2 separate regions of the Mus musculus genome follow, and region 1 is linked to region 2. The links are chromatin contacts, called in public promoter capture Hi-C maps. All regions are on one chromosome and are shown on one strand. The core of a region is the stretch at or near the end of the contact, and the rest is flanking DNA. Distances in the headings are between cores, read along the strand shown. Region 1 holds the start of Stk38l (serine/threonine kinase 38 like). Region 2 holds the start of Itpr2 (inositol 1,4,5-triphosphate receptor 2).

Region 1 (6,230 bases), core at 1,088-3,587, 220 kb before region 2:
AACCCTTGAGTTGTCTGGTAGGACTGATCCTTCCTTCCTTGGCTTCAGTAGGAATTTTATATTCTAGTTACTGGAAGTGGAGTCACATGTTTCTCCCTCAGGACAAAGACCACAGCATTTGTGTAAGGCAGGCAACTAACCCTTCTCTCCCTTCATCCCTCCTTCCAATGCTTGTAAACAATAATATCCTGGCAATCAGCAGAACCTTTACCTGGAGATTGAAGTGCCCTGTAGCCTGTATATGGCAGCACTGATCATGCCTCACTAAATACTTCCTTGGGACTTGAACAGAAACTGTTGGGGGAACAAAGAAGAAAGGATAGGAGAATATACCTGCTTGTTTAAACACAACTCTGCTGCCTTAAGCTTGCTTTCATCATCTCACTGAAAGAGACCATGGTGCTTTTCATATAAAAATTCAAGGGCAGGCTTTCTGCATATGTCTAGTCTAACCCAGTCATAGCTTGCCCATCTGTTGATTTGAAAGTAATGCTAGGATTCTCAAACAGCAATATGCTTGCTTAACTGGTCCTACATTTATGGAAAATAAACTCATTTAACATTACAGCAAGATACAAAAATCCTCCTGGCTTTGGTGTCTTCAACTTTTCCTAGCTCTGTGAGAAGGCACTTGCTAAGGCATGTTACCAATTCTACTAACAAGATGTCACTGGTCTTTGAGAGAGTGGAACTTTTCTAAAGAAAAATGGCCAAACTGAGACTAATGCTTTATCATTTTGGTTTTTTATCATTTTCCTTTGTTCTTAATGTCCCACTTTTTGAAATTAAAATCTAGTATTTAAAAAGCTGCAGAGTTTGGTTTTTGAGAAAGAACTTAAAGTTGGGTGGGTAGAGAGGAGGAGAGGATCTGGAAGGGCTTGAGGGAGAAGGGACTATGATCAAAATATATTTAAAATTTAAAACTGTTTTAAATAATAAAAACTGCAGAGAACACCTTTTTATTTAGACAGCCTTAGTTTCTATTCTTTGGCTTATTTGTAAGCAAACTCAAGAAAACAAGTGCTGAGACTTCCAGTATTCTATTTAATGTGGTTTTTCTGAGTCTAATTTGTTCATTACTTAACAGCAAGGCCTTTCAAAAGAGCACGGAAACTACACCGAACTATGCTTCTCATTCTAAACACATCCCAACAAATGGGATGCCTAATCGGGCCTCTAACTAGGAGAAAAAACGCTCAGCAGAGCGAAGGCAAATACCAAACTTTTATCCCTTGTACTTCTTCTGAGACCAGGATTTTCCAAATAAAAGTACTTTTATGACCTCGCGCAATATCATAATTTATCGTATATTTAACTAAATTATCTCCCCAAATAGACACAAGAGCAACTAACTCAAATAAAGTGCCTCTTGGCCACGAGGGAAAGAGCATAATAAACTTAATTGTTTTATATATCCTGAGGCGTAAGAGAAAAACCTTTCCATTTAGGCTTGTGCGTGAGACATCAAGACAACTTGATATGCAAATTGCAAGGCTTATTGACTTAAAGTAGGGAGACCTGACCGATTTAAGCCACGACTGCCAAATAAGGGGTAATCACCACCTTAAAACCATTGAACTTTGTTCGCCTGGCTTCTTGGCAGTCGTGTGGCTAATACCAGAGCCAAATCCATAAGTGGCTTCTACCGAAACGCGTCCCAAGTTGCAGAGGAGCCGGAGAGCGCGCCGGCTCTGCACCGAGTGAGTCCCGAGGGGCGGCAGCAGCGCACCTCTACACCAGCCGCTGCTCCAGACCCACCTCGCATCTCTTCACCGCGTTTCTCCAAACTTCGGGACCCAAGAGCGACCCCGCAACAGAGAAAGTAGCATCGGTGACAGGGACGCCGCGGCTCGGGCACAGTTTGCCGTCGCTGTGCACCGGCAACTTTGTGCCGGCGAGCCGTGCCCTCTGCGTCCGGAGGGGACGGGAAGGTGGGCCCGGAGCAGGACGCGCGCGGGGCTGGCGGCTCCGCTCCCGGTACGCAGGCTGCCGCACCCGGCTCGGCGAAGGCCCCGGTGACTGACAGGCGGTGGGGGCGCGGCCCCGCCTGCAGCCCGGGGACGCCGCGCACGGCCGCGGTTCTCCGCTCCGCCAGGGACACCTGGGCTGGGCGCCGCGGGCTGTACCGCGCCAAGCCCCTCACACCTCCCCGCAGCGAGCGCCGCCCTAGCCCCGCGGCCCTGCCCCGCGCCGGCGCCGGTGCCCTCGCCCGCTCTCACCTGCCGGTGTCGCCCGCGCCCGCTCAGCCTCCTCCTCAGTCACCGCAGCCCGCGGCGCGCGTCTCTCGCGCCAGGCCCCGCCTCGTCCCGCCCCGTGAGGCGGTGCCAAAGCGGCCGCGCCAGAATCTCGCGAGACTTGATCTCCTAGATTTTTTTTTTTAAAGGGGTCGCCCCTGACGTCATACGCACCCAGGCGGAAGTGTCCTTCTGGCGTCAGCGCCAGTACCGACCCCCACCTTCGCGGGCGGAAGTGTAGGTTGGTCCAGGAACCTGAGCTCAGTCTAATCACTACTGGGCGTTGTAACGTTCTTGTCTCATGGCCCTCTCCAGTTCTAACTGGTTCTGCCTGACCCTGAGAGAGGCCTGGTGTGATGGAGCTCTCCTCAAGGCAATGCAAAGATGGCTCCATAGAGGAGAGATCACCAATGTAGCAGCTCTGTGACTTCCACGTCTCTATAACTGAACCCGAAAGGCTTAGGAGGATTTAGAATTTAGGAAGACCACAAGAAACTTACCAGCATACATGAAAATTTGCTAAACTTACCTGAAAAATCCCAGAGCAGTTGACAACATAACATACAGCATTAGGCTAGAAAATTGTCGTCGTCATTGTCTCTTCCCTTCGCATCAAAGGTAGGCAGGCAAACTTCAGGACCCGCGGACTAGCCAAACACTATACACTGTGTGTCCTACACACACCTACTCTTAATTTATACATCCAGCACAGTAAGAGATTAACAACCGAACCATAGATTTAAGCAACCTCAACAACATTTACTTTAAAAAAACAAACAAACAAACAAACTTTGACGCCAGGTACAGTGTTTCATGCATGTAATCCCATCACCAAGGAGGCTGAGGCAGAAGCTGCGGCAAGTTTGAGACCAGCCTGGGCTACATAGTGAGTTTGAGCCCAGCTAGAGCTACAGAGTGAGACCCAGTCTTAACAATACAAAAGCAGGCTAAATCTTATCTTTGATGTAGACAGCCAGCTGCTCTTGTGCTTTGGGGCTATTATGAAATAAAATGAGGATTATTGGAACAAGGACCATGCCTCCCAGGGGGCCAGGAGTTTCACATACACAACATTGACACTCCAGAGGAACTGCTAGCGTCCTGGGAGCAACACAGTGAGGGGAGTGAGAGACTTCATTGGCTACTTAGAACGGCATTTTCAGTTTAAAACTGGTGAATCATTTATTTCTGGAATTTTCCACTTCATAATTTTGGAACATGGTTGACTGTGGGTACTGCCAAAGTGAATCTGTGGATAAAGGGAGAAGAGTGTGTGATATTTAGAAAATCACTTTCCCATGGAGAACACAGGGGAGAGTTTTGGGAAAGTGACAAGAGTTTTGCTTTTTAAGATAAAACTGGTCTTTGAGTAAGACAAACCAATATTCCCAATCACTATTAACAAATCCATTCTTGGAGCCGGGTGTGGTGGCGCACGCCTTTGATCCCAGCACTCGGGAGGCAGAGGCAGGTGGATTTCTGAGTTCGAGGCCAGCCTGGTCTACAGAGTGAGTTCCAGGACAGCCAAGGCTATACAGAGAAACCCTGTCTCGAAAAACAAAAAAAAAAAAAAACAAAAAAAAAACAAAACAACAAAAAAAAACAAATCCATTCTTCAAACAGTGGGATTTTATGAAATACCCTTAGCTTTTACACTATTAAAACAATATATGCAAGGGCTAGAGGATGGCCCTCTTCTGCTCTCACAAAAGGCCAGAGTTAGGTTCCCAGCACCCACAGCAGATGGTGCACACCTTAGTAACTCCAGTTCAGGAAATTGGATGCCCCTTTTCAGCTACCAGAGGCACCTACATACATGTACATGTGCACACTTACACAGAGACACATATATACAATGTAAGGGTCCAAAAATCACTGAAGGAAGAGCCCAGACTCAGATAGTATGCAAAAACAAAGAGTGTTTATTCCACAGAAACATCCAGTATGCAAGGGTCAACCATTCTTTGAAATGACGATCCCAGACAAAGGCAGGCAGGCCTTCTTACAGGAAACCAAGGGAACTCTCTAGAAGAATTAGGTAATCTATAATCTCATTGGTGGGTGCTAGGGGGCCACAGGTGATCAGTGGTCTACATTCCAATGTCATGAATGTTCAATCATGTGTGGCCAGTGGTCTGTATCCCTATATCACAATCGTTCAACCACGTGATGAAATAGGGCTGCCCAGCGCAGATGGCCCATTCTGAGATAAGATATTTCCCATTTTTGTGTTTATCCCCAGACTGTTCTTTGGGAGGGGGTTTTATGATCTTGTTCTGGATTTTATGGTCTGTTCCTAGAGCTGCTGTCTTATGACTTAGTCCCCCAACTTAGTTTTGGGGACTTATGGTCTATTCCTGAAGCTGGAGCCTTAAGGCCTTTTTTGAAATTAGGCCTGGTCCTTAAATGAAGACAAATTCAACATAAACAAATAAAAGTACCTAAACTGTTTGGGCAGTGGTGGCGTACACCTTTAATCCCAGCATTTGGGAGGCAGAGGCAGGCACATTTCTGAGTTCAAGGCCAGCCTGGTCTACAGAGTGAGTTCTAGGACAGTCAGAGCTATACAGAGAAACCCTGTCTTGAAAAACCAAAAAATAAAAATAAAAAGAGAGCAGGGCGTGGTGGCGCATACCTTTAATCCCAGCACTTGAGAGGCAGAGGCAGGCGGATTTCTGAGTTCGAGGCTAGCGTGGTCTACAGAGTGAGTTCCAGGACAGCCAGGGCTACACAGAGATACCCTGTCTCGAAAAATAAAATAAATAAAATAAATAAATAAAAGAGAGAGTTTTAAAAGTATCTAAACTTAAAATATTTATAGCAGTTGAGGACTGGGGGGGGGGGCGCAGAATTCTGGAGCTTATTCCCAGACAGCTCAGTCATTCCAAGAGCTCAAAGTTCATCGGATGATCCTGTCTCAAAAAATAAAGTGGAGGACTTGTGAGATAGCTCAGCAGTAAGAGCACTGACTTCTCTTCTGAAGGTCATGAGTTCAAATCCCAGCAACTATATGCTGGCTCACAACCACCCGTAACAAGATCTAACTCCCTTTTCTGAGTGTCTGAAGACAGTGTACTTACATATAATAAATAAATAAATCTTTAAAAATAAATAAGGTGGAAAGTCCGTGGTGTAGCTTAGTGGTAGAGCATTTGCCTGGCATGTACAAGGCCCTGAGTTCAATCTCCTGTATCAGAAACAATACAAAACATTTACCTTTTGGCCTGGATGTGTGGCTCAGTGATTAAGAGTAATTACTGCTCTTGCAGAGGTCCTAAGTTTGCTTCCCAGCATCCTCATGGTGTGTCTCACAACCACCAGGAACTCGGGCTCCAGGGGAGCAGATGCCCTCTGGCTTCCACCGGCAACTGCACTCCCGTGAACATAGTGACACACCATGCACAGAATCAGTTTGCCTTAAATATAAGGTGGAACATTATTGAAAAAGTTGCTTCTGCACATGAATGTATATTTGCATCTACCTGTGCATACATACACTCACAAAACACAGATAGATAAACACAAATACAAACTAATATCTCTAAGTTTGTCATATGAAAGGAATCATAGCATGATTTCATTATTCTGTCTCCTCTCTCTGTCTCTGTCTCTGTCTCTCTCTCTCACACACACAAACACACACACACACACACACACACATACATTAAATTCTGTGGTTTTTTTTTCATGCATGGCTTAAGAAAAGAAGGAATTTGATATTCAGGTATTTGTGAGGAAATTTGTTCTACTTACATAATCATATAGTCATTGCAAATGGCAGGTTTAACTGTGATCCAACAAGCTTGGCAGAGGCCTGTACTCCTTATACTATATGCATCTTATATATACACTTATATGTATATATTATATGCATACCAACTTGAGTGTGTAGAATCAAAAATAGCTTATTGTTTGTTTGATAGAAAATTCATGTTTCCAAATATGTATGCCTTTTCTCAACACTGTGATAGTGTGAACTAATCTAGAATGTTGACT
Region 2 (6,247 bases), core at 2,957-5,456:
GGCTCTGTGGTTAAGGACACTGGCTGCTCTTCCAGTGAGGGCTTGAGTTCAATTCCCAGCACCTAAATAGTGACTCACAATCATCTGTAACTCCAGTCCCAGGGGATCCAATGCCCTCCTCTGGTCTCTGTGCATGTAGTGTCCAGACATACATACAGTCAGAACATTCATACATATAAAATAAAACATTTTTTTAGAAAAGTGTATGATGTTTTAAATTCTTTCATCTGGGTGGAGCGTGAGGATCTGGTGATATGAATGAGCTGCAACTGTGTGGAGTCAGCCCTGGTGGACCCCATTCCTGGTGCAGAAGAGAGATGCACATTGCTGCACTTGTGTGTGTGTGAGCCTGCACTCGTGACTGTATATGTGTGTGCATGTGTATGTAAGCATGTGTATATGTGTGTGCATGCACGTGTGTATATGCTTATATGTGTATATGTGTGTATGTACATGTATGTGTGCACACGTGTATTTGCATGTGTATGTATGTACATTCATGTGTATATATATATGTGTATGCACATGTGTGTGCACATGTGTATGCATGTATGTATAAGCATCTGTGCATGTGTGCATATATGTATGTGTACATGTATGATTATGTGTGTATGTATGTGTATATGTGGTATATGTATATGTGCGTATGTATGTACATGCATGTGTGTATGTGCATTTATGTGCGTGTGTTAGGTGTTCAACTTTCACTCTGCTTTCATTCTGAGTCTTATGTAAAGTCCTACAGATGCACCACTGGAAAAGTCTAGTATCAGGTACTCCTAGTCAGAAAAACAGATTGATGCCAAATGTGGGCTTAAAGGTCAGGAAATAGTTTAGACAGCATTTTTGACAGAAAAATCCGAATTTCTGCTGCCTTGTGATTGGCCCTTATTTCTGGAATTTTCCCCAGGTAAATAGATTGCTTCTTATAGGCCACATTACATGAGTTCTAGCTTTGGATCGTGTACCAAAGAATGAACAAGGGTAATATTATTTGGATGACAGATGGTTGTGTTTCCCTGAGGTTAGAGTGTTCTGGGGTGCACAGGCCACCTATTGTGTAGCATTCTGACTGGAAAATTTTAACCTGATCCAACTGGGAAAATATCAGGTAAACAACAGTGAGGGATGGACTAAGAAATAAGTTAACTGTATTTTTCAAGTATAAAAATGTTACAAAAGATATCATATAGCCGAAGATTGAGGATTGTCACAATTAAAAGAACTTAGGAACATGTGAATGAACTATATGACCCTGGACAGGAATCTGTCCTGGGATGGACAACTGGCCACACTGGAATAAAGACAGCTTAGATAAAAGTTTATACCAGTATCAAATTTCTTAGACACTTGAATTTTGTTCCTTAATACTGCATGAGAGACTCGCAGTAATGACAGGTAAATCGTCATGATATTTGCTATCTACATCAAAAGATCCTGAAGATGTGTGTGTGTGTGAATATGTGTATGAGTGTGTGCATGTATGTGTAGTGTGTGTATGTATGTATGTGTGAGTGTGTGTGTTTGTGTGTGAGTGTATGTGAGCGTGTGTATGTGTGTGAGTGTGTATATGTTTGAGTGTGTAGTGTGTGTGAAGACAGCCATAAAACTTGTGATAAATTATAAATATTGATGAATGCACTGTATTATTTTGAAAAAGTCTTTCACAAATTTGAGATTATTAAAACAACAACAAAGAACAGGTAATTCCTCAGTGAGGCCTTTGCCTTTGTCAAGGTTTGCTTGAACCCCGTGTCCTGGGCCCTGCCCTTATCTACCCATGTGGTGGGTGAATCTTCATTGTCAACTTGACTACATTTGGAGTTGCCTAGGAGGCACACCCCTGGGCATGTGTGGGTGTTTTCAGAGATGATTAACTGTGGAGGGAAGACCCATTCTAAATGTGACTCTATTCTATGGGACGGGGGTCTCAGGCTGAATAAAGGGGGGGGGGTGAACAGGACAGATACCTGAGCTCATTTGTCTGTTTCCTTACAGTAGATGTAACAGCTGCCCTGGGTTCCTGCCGCCATGCCTTCCTTCAAACCCCAAGGGAAAGCAAACCTTCTCTCTTTAAGTTGCTTTTCCCAGGTGTTTCATCACTGCAACGAGAAAACTTACTAATGCACTGTCCTCTTCCAGAGTGATGACAACCCTCAGCTCAGACCTGTTGGGGTTGGTTCTAATGCTACTTGTAATTAATACAAATTTAATACACAGGAACCGGTATGTATACCTGTAAGAGACTGAAGGTTCCTGCCCCCAGTTGGCTTTGATTGGTGAAAGAAAGAGCTGCCAGCGGCCAACAGCTGGGCAGGGAGACAGAGGCGGGACTTTTAGATTTCCTGGGCAAAGGAGAATGGGAAGAAGAAGGAGGAGAGTCACCATGATGGAGAAGCAGAGAGATCAGATTAAGAGCTGCAGGAGAAAAAGCATCCAGGCATGTAAGAGTCAGAGAAGCAGCCCCAGGCAAGGGAAGGTATTGAGAGGTACCTCGGGATGATGGCGTCTTACCCTAGGTAACTGGACTCCTGTCCTGGGACTCTTGGTTTTAGGGGGCCCTACTCTGGGTTGAGGCTGGTCTCACAAGAAGCCAGAACTTGGGAACCCAGCTTGGCACGTTATCTGTTTGTCAGGAGAAACAGTCACACACCCATTTTGTTCCTGTTGGCCTGACTTTGTATAAGAAAACCTTCCAGGTTTAGGCCAGCAATTGTTGAGCATCCATTGGGCCATCTCAGAACACAACTTCCAATGCTCTGGATAGCAGATGCCTCCATCCCAGACCCATCTTGTTTCACCTAGAGATTTTATAACTCAGAGCCCATCCCTTGTTTCCCAACACCAATATGAACGTAGACAGGACAACTCCTAATGGGCACCTCTCACCTACTAAGTCACCAGATCTGTGGGCTGGTGATGTGGCTCAGTTGGTGGGAGGGAGAGGAAAAGGAAGAGAGGCATTGGAAATGAGAATACACTGCTTCTACACAAGGTGGGGTTTGTCCCACACCAAGACTCGAGACTGGCATTTCCTTTCTGTTCCTTGCTGTCTAAAACCTTTCCATCCCAGGCATCTTTGAATTGGAAGGCAAAACTCCCCTAAACTCTGATTTTGGTCAGCTGTGGTTTGATCACGGCATTCGCCTCTTCAGTATCTTCCACAGGGTAGGACCAAACATTTCTAAAACAGTACTCTAGAGGTGGACTGACACACAACAGAGGGGTTGCTCCCACTCATGTCCTGCCTCCAGTTTTATTTATTATAACCTTGTGTGTGTGTGTGTGGGGGGGGGGTTACAAAGGCTGTCACCGGTTCCTGGAGATGGAACCCAGTTACCCTCACTTGTGAGCCCTCACTGCCATCGCTGACCCACCCACTGACGGTCACCAGGGTGGTCACCATAGCAGCTGCAGCTGCTGGATCCTTTTATCCAGTCATGAACTTAAGAAAAACAGGATCCAAGAACAGCTCCACAGGAGTGTTTCCTCCTTTCCTCTTCTCTTCATTTGTGTCTTCTTCAACCCTTTCCTCCCTCTCAATTAACTTTTCCACTCAAAACATACATCCACTCAGACTCCAGCTTTTACGGTCAGGATTCTCCAGGCCTCTGCGTGGTGGTGCGAACACCACAGCGTTTCACCCACCCTACTCCCACCCCCTCCCACCCCCATCGCCTGCGGGCTCCTACTCTCAGCTGGACTGTCACCGGCGCGCCAAGTTCCAAGCAGCGTGGTTGCTCTGCGCCCTCTTCCAGTCGGCGTCCCTCAAGGCCGGTTCCATCTGAACCCTCGTGTCGGCAGTTTTCCTCCAAACCCCTCTAAGTCCCTTGCCTTTTGCAAATAGGGATTGTCTCTGCGCGCTCCGGGTCGTCCTGTCTACGCTGGCTGCACTGCACCCCTTCCCAGCCCGCATCTGGAAAGTCCTGGGTCTCTCCTGGGTCCTTGGGGTCGTCTTCCCTCCCCTCCCGGAGTCACTCCAGACTGTCGCTGCTGGTCTCGGGGCTGCCCCTCCAAGATCACCCTGAGCCAGAACCAATGCCCCCGGCTGAGTCCCCGTTACCCCCGCAGCGCCGCCCAGCGTGGCTCCCACGCCTCTGTCCTGGCCGCTTCGGGGTGGCCCGTCCCCCGAGAACTGGCCCCGCCCCGGCCCCGCTCCGCCCCTGGCCGCCCAGGCTTGATTGGCCACGCGCCCCCCTCCCCGGGGCTTCTCCCCGCCCTCTCGGTCCGTGGGCACCGCCACCTGGTCTAAAGAGTCCCCCAAGGGGACCTAGAGGCTCCGCTCAGGCCGGGAGCGAACTGTGGGGACGCAGAGGGCTCGCGGGCCAGGGAGGAGGAGCGAAGGTGTAGGACAGAACTTCGCCAGGAACAGGAAACCTACTGCTGGGCAGGGGCGGCGACGGCGGCGCGGGGCCATCGCAGTGTCCCCAGCGGTGGCCTCGCTGCCGCTCCTCGAGCAGAGCTGCTTGGACCCCTCTGACCCAGCGGGCCTGAGCTCACCCTTGCGTGCAGCGGAGACAGCAGGGACAGCCACAGGAGCGTGAAGCAGCATGTCTGACAAAATGTCCAGCTTCCTCTACATTGGGGACATCGTGTCCCTGTACGCGGAGGGCTCGGTCAATGGCTTCATCAGCACCCTGGGGTAAGCAGGACGTGCTTTGAGCAGCGCCAGCCAACTCGGGTCCCTGTCCCTCTGGCGCGCGGCTTGTCTGGGGTCTGCGCCTGGGACAGCCCCGGGTCCCCTAGGTCTCAGCGCGCAGGAAGCCGCGAGCGCTTCTCAGCAACTTCATAATCTCCAACCCGAGACACATCCGAGAAGAGGAAGTGGTTCGCACGCCCCAGACAGGCCCTGCGAGCCTGCCTTCCCTGCCTTGTTTTGATTAAAATGTGTGTTTTCTCCTCATCTTCCCTATGGCCCGTTCTCAGCGCGCGGCTGGAAAGAAGGGTGGGTTGAAGTCCCAGGCTTTGGCCATGAAAGTAGGCGATGTGCACCGCGCAAATGTGGCTTTGTCCTGCTGGAGGAGATTACCAGCCCCTCTTCGCTGAAGTAATTTCCTTTTGGCCTTGCCAAAGGAGGACTCACTCCTCAGGCTTTGCCAAAACTGGCCTCCTGGGCAGCCAGGGTTCTAGAACTCAGCTATTCTCTCTCCCTGTCCATCCCCTTCGCCCAGTGAAAGGAGTTCAGCCTACTGCAAGGCCCTTGTGATTCGAGTTTGTATATGAACTGGGGAAATACTGATGTATATCATACAGAAAAGCAGCGTGTTAGTTAGGTTAGGACCATTTCTGGTTTCTAGAAAATTCCTTCATGGTGTTCGCGCTGGTGAACAGTTAATTGCACTCTATGATATATTTTAGTGCACAGGTAGTTTTTGGTTACTTCACAGGACTTGCCTCAGACTGTCTTATCTGAGGAGATTGAGGCTGGTGACTGCTCTCAGCTGTTAGGTATTGGAGTCCTGTCCCCCGGGCTGTGAGGGAGAGAGCCTTTCTGTGACTGTGTTGCGTGCCCAGTGCCTTCTCTGGAGGACACCAGTGGCTCCACAGTTCCTGTTCTTTGTTCATTTCCCCACAGATTGTGGGAAGGAAGGTTTAATTGAATATCTTTTCCATGTTATTTGCTCCTGAGATTGAAGTGTGAAAGAAGTACTTAGTCCAAGTGTTTCTGCTTGATCCAGTTGTTTCTGAAAGAATTCACAGTCCAAGTCTAGTCTGGGTCCAGGATAGTGCTTCATTGATGAATCCTGTCAAACTTGGTAGGCATGAAAGGTGTCACCATTTAGCAGCTAAAAGGAGGGGCTCTAGAAACAGAAGGTTTGTGCTGGGATCCCCACCCTTTGGTTTGCAAACCTTATGACCCTGGGCAGGTTATGAAATCTATCTGGGCTACATCTCCTGAGTTTAAAAATGGAACTCACAGTGGTTTCTGCATAGGGGTGTGGGGAGGAAAGAGGTAAGAGAGGCAAAGTGCTTACCACGGCAAAGCCGTAATGACTACATTCATAAGTTAATTAGCTGATGCAGTAATTATCACCACCCAGACCAGGCAAGAGTTCAAGGGTCACTTGCAAGGTCGAATGTGGATAGCGTACAAAGCAAACACTGGAAGGGCTGAGGAGGTCAGCTCCACAGTAGGCATCGTTGGGACCAGGAGATGGGGACCAAGAGAAGTGACCGACTCAAGGAACAGAGGGTATTTGTGTCCAAAGCCAGGACTCTACTCCTGCCTCAGACGCCCCGCCAAGTG

What was found. Capture Hi-C pulls out chosen DNA fragments and counts their contacts.
Region 1: a contact with region 2 is called in a promoter capture Hi-C map of adipose tissue. The contact joins the promoter of Stk38l here to the promoter of Itpr2 in region 2. A contact is called at or near these places in 1 of 39 promoter capture datasets (the C10 cell line), 3 of 484 Hi-C or Micro-C datasets (CD4 T cells, embryonic stem cells and uterus), 3 of 115 datasets of contacts at active chromatin or transcription factors (bone marrow-derived macrophages, effector CD8 T cells and memory CD8 T cells) and 1 of 9 other capture datasets (adipose tissue).

The regions. Positions count from the first base shown.
Region 1 is chr6:146,721,037-146,727,266 of GRCm38.p6, reverse strand. It overlaps Stk38l (serine/threonine kinase 38 like), which reads right to left and starts at 2,337. Exons shown (of 14, transcript NM_172734.3): 1 at 2,220-2,337.
Region 2 is chr6:146,500,182-146,506,428 of GRCm38.p6, reverse strand. It overlaps Itpr2 (inositol 1,4,5-triphosphate receptor 2), which reads left to right and starts at 4,206. Exons shown (of 57, transcript NM_019923.4): 1 at 4,206-4,642. The coding sequence starts at 4,551.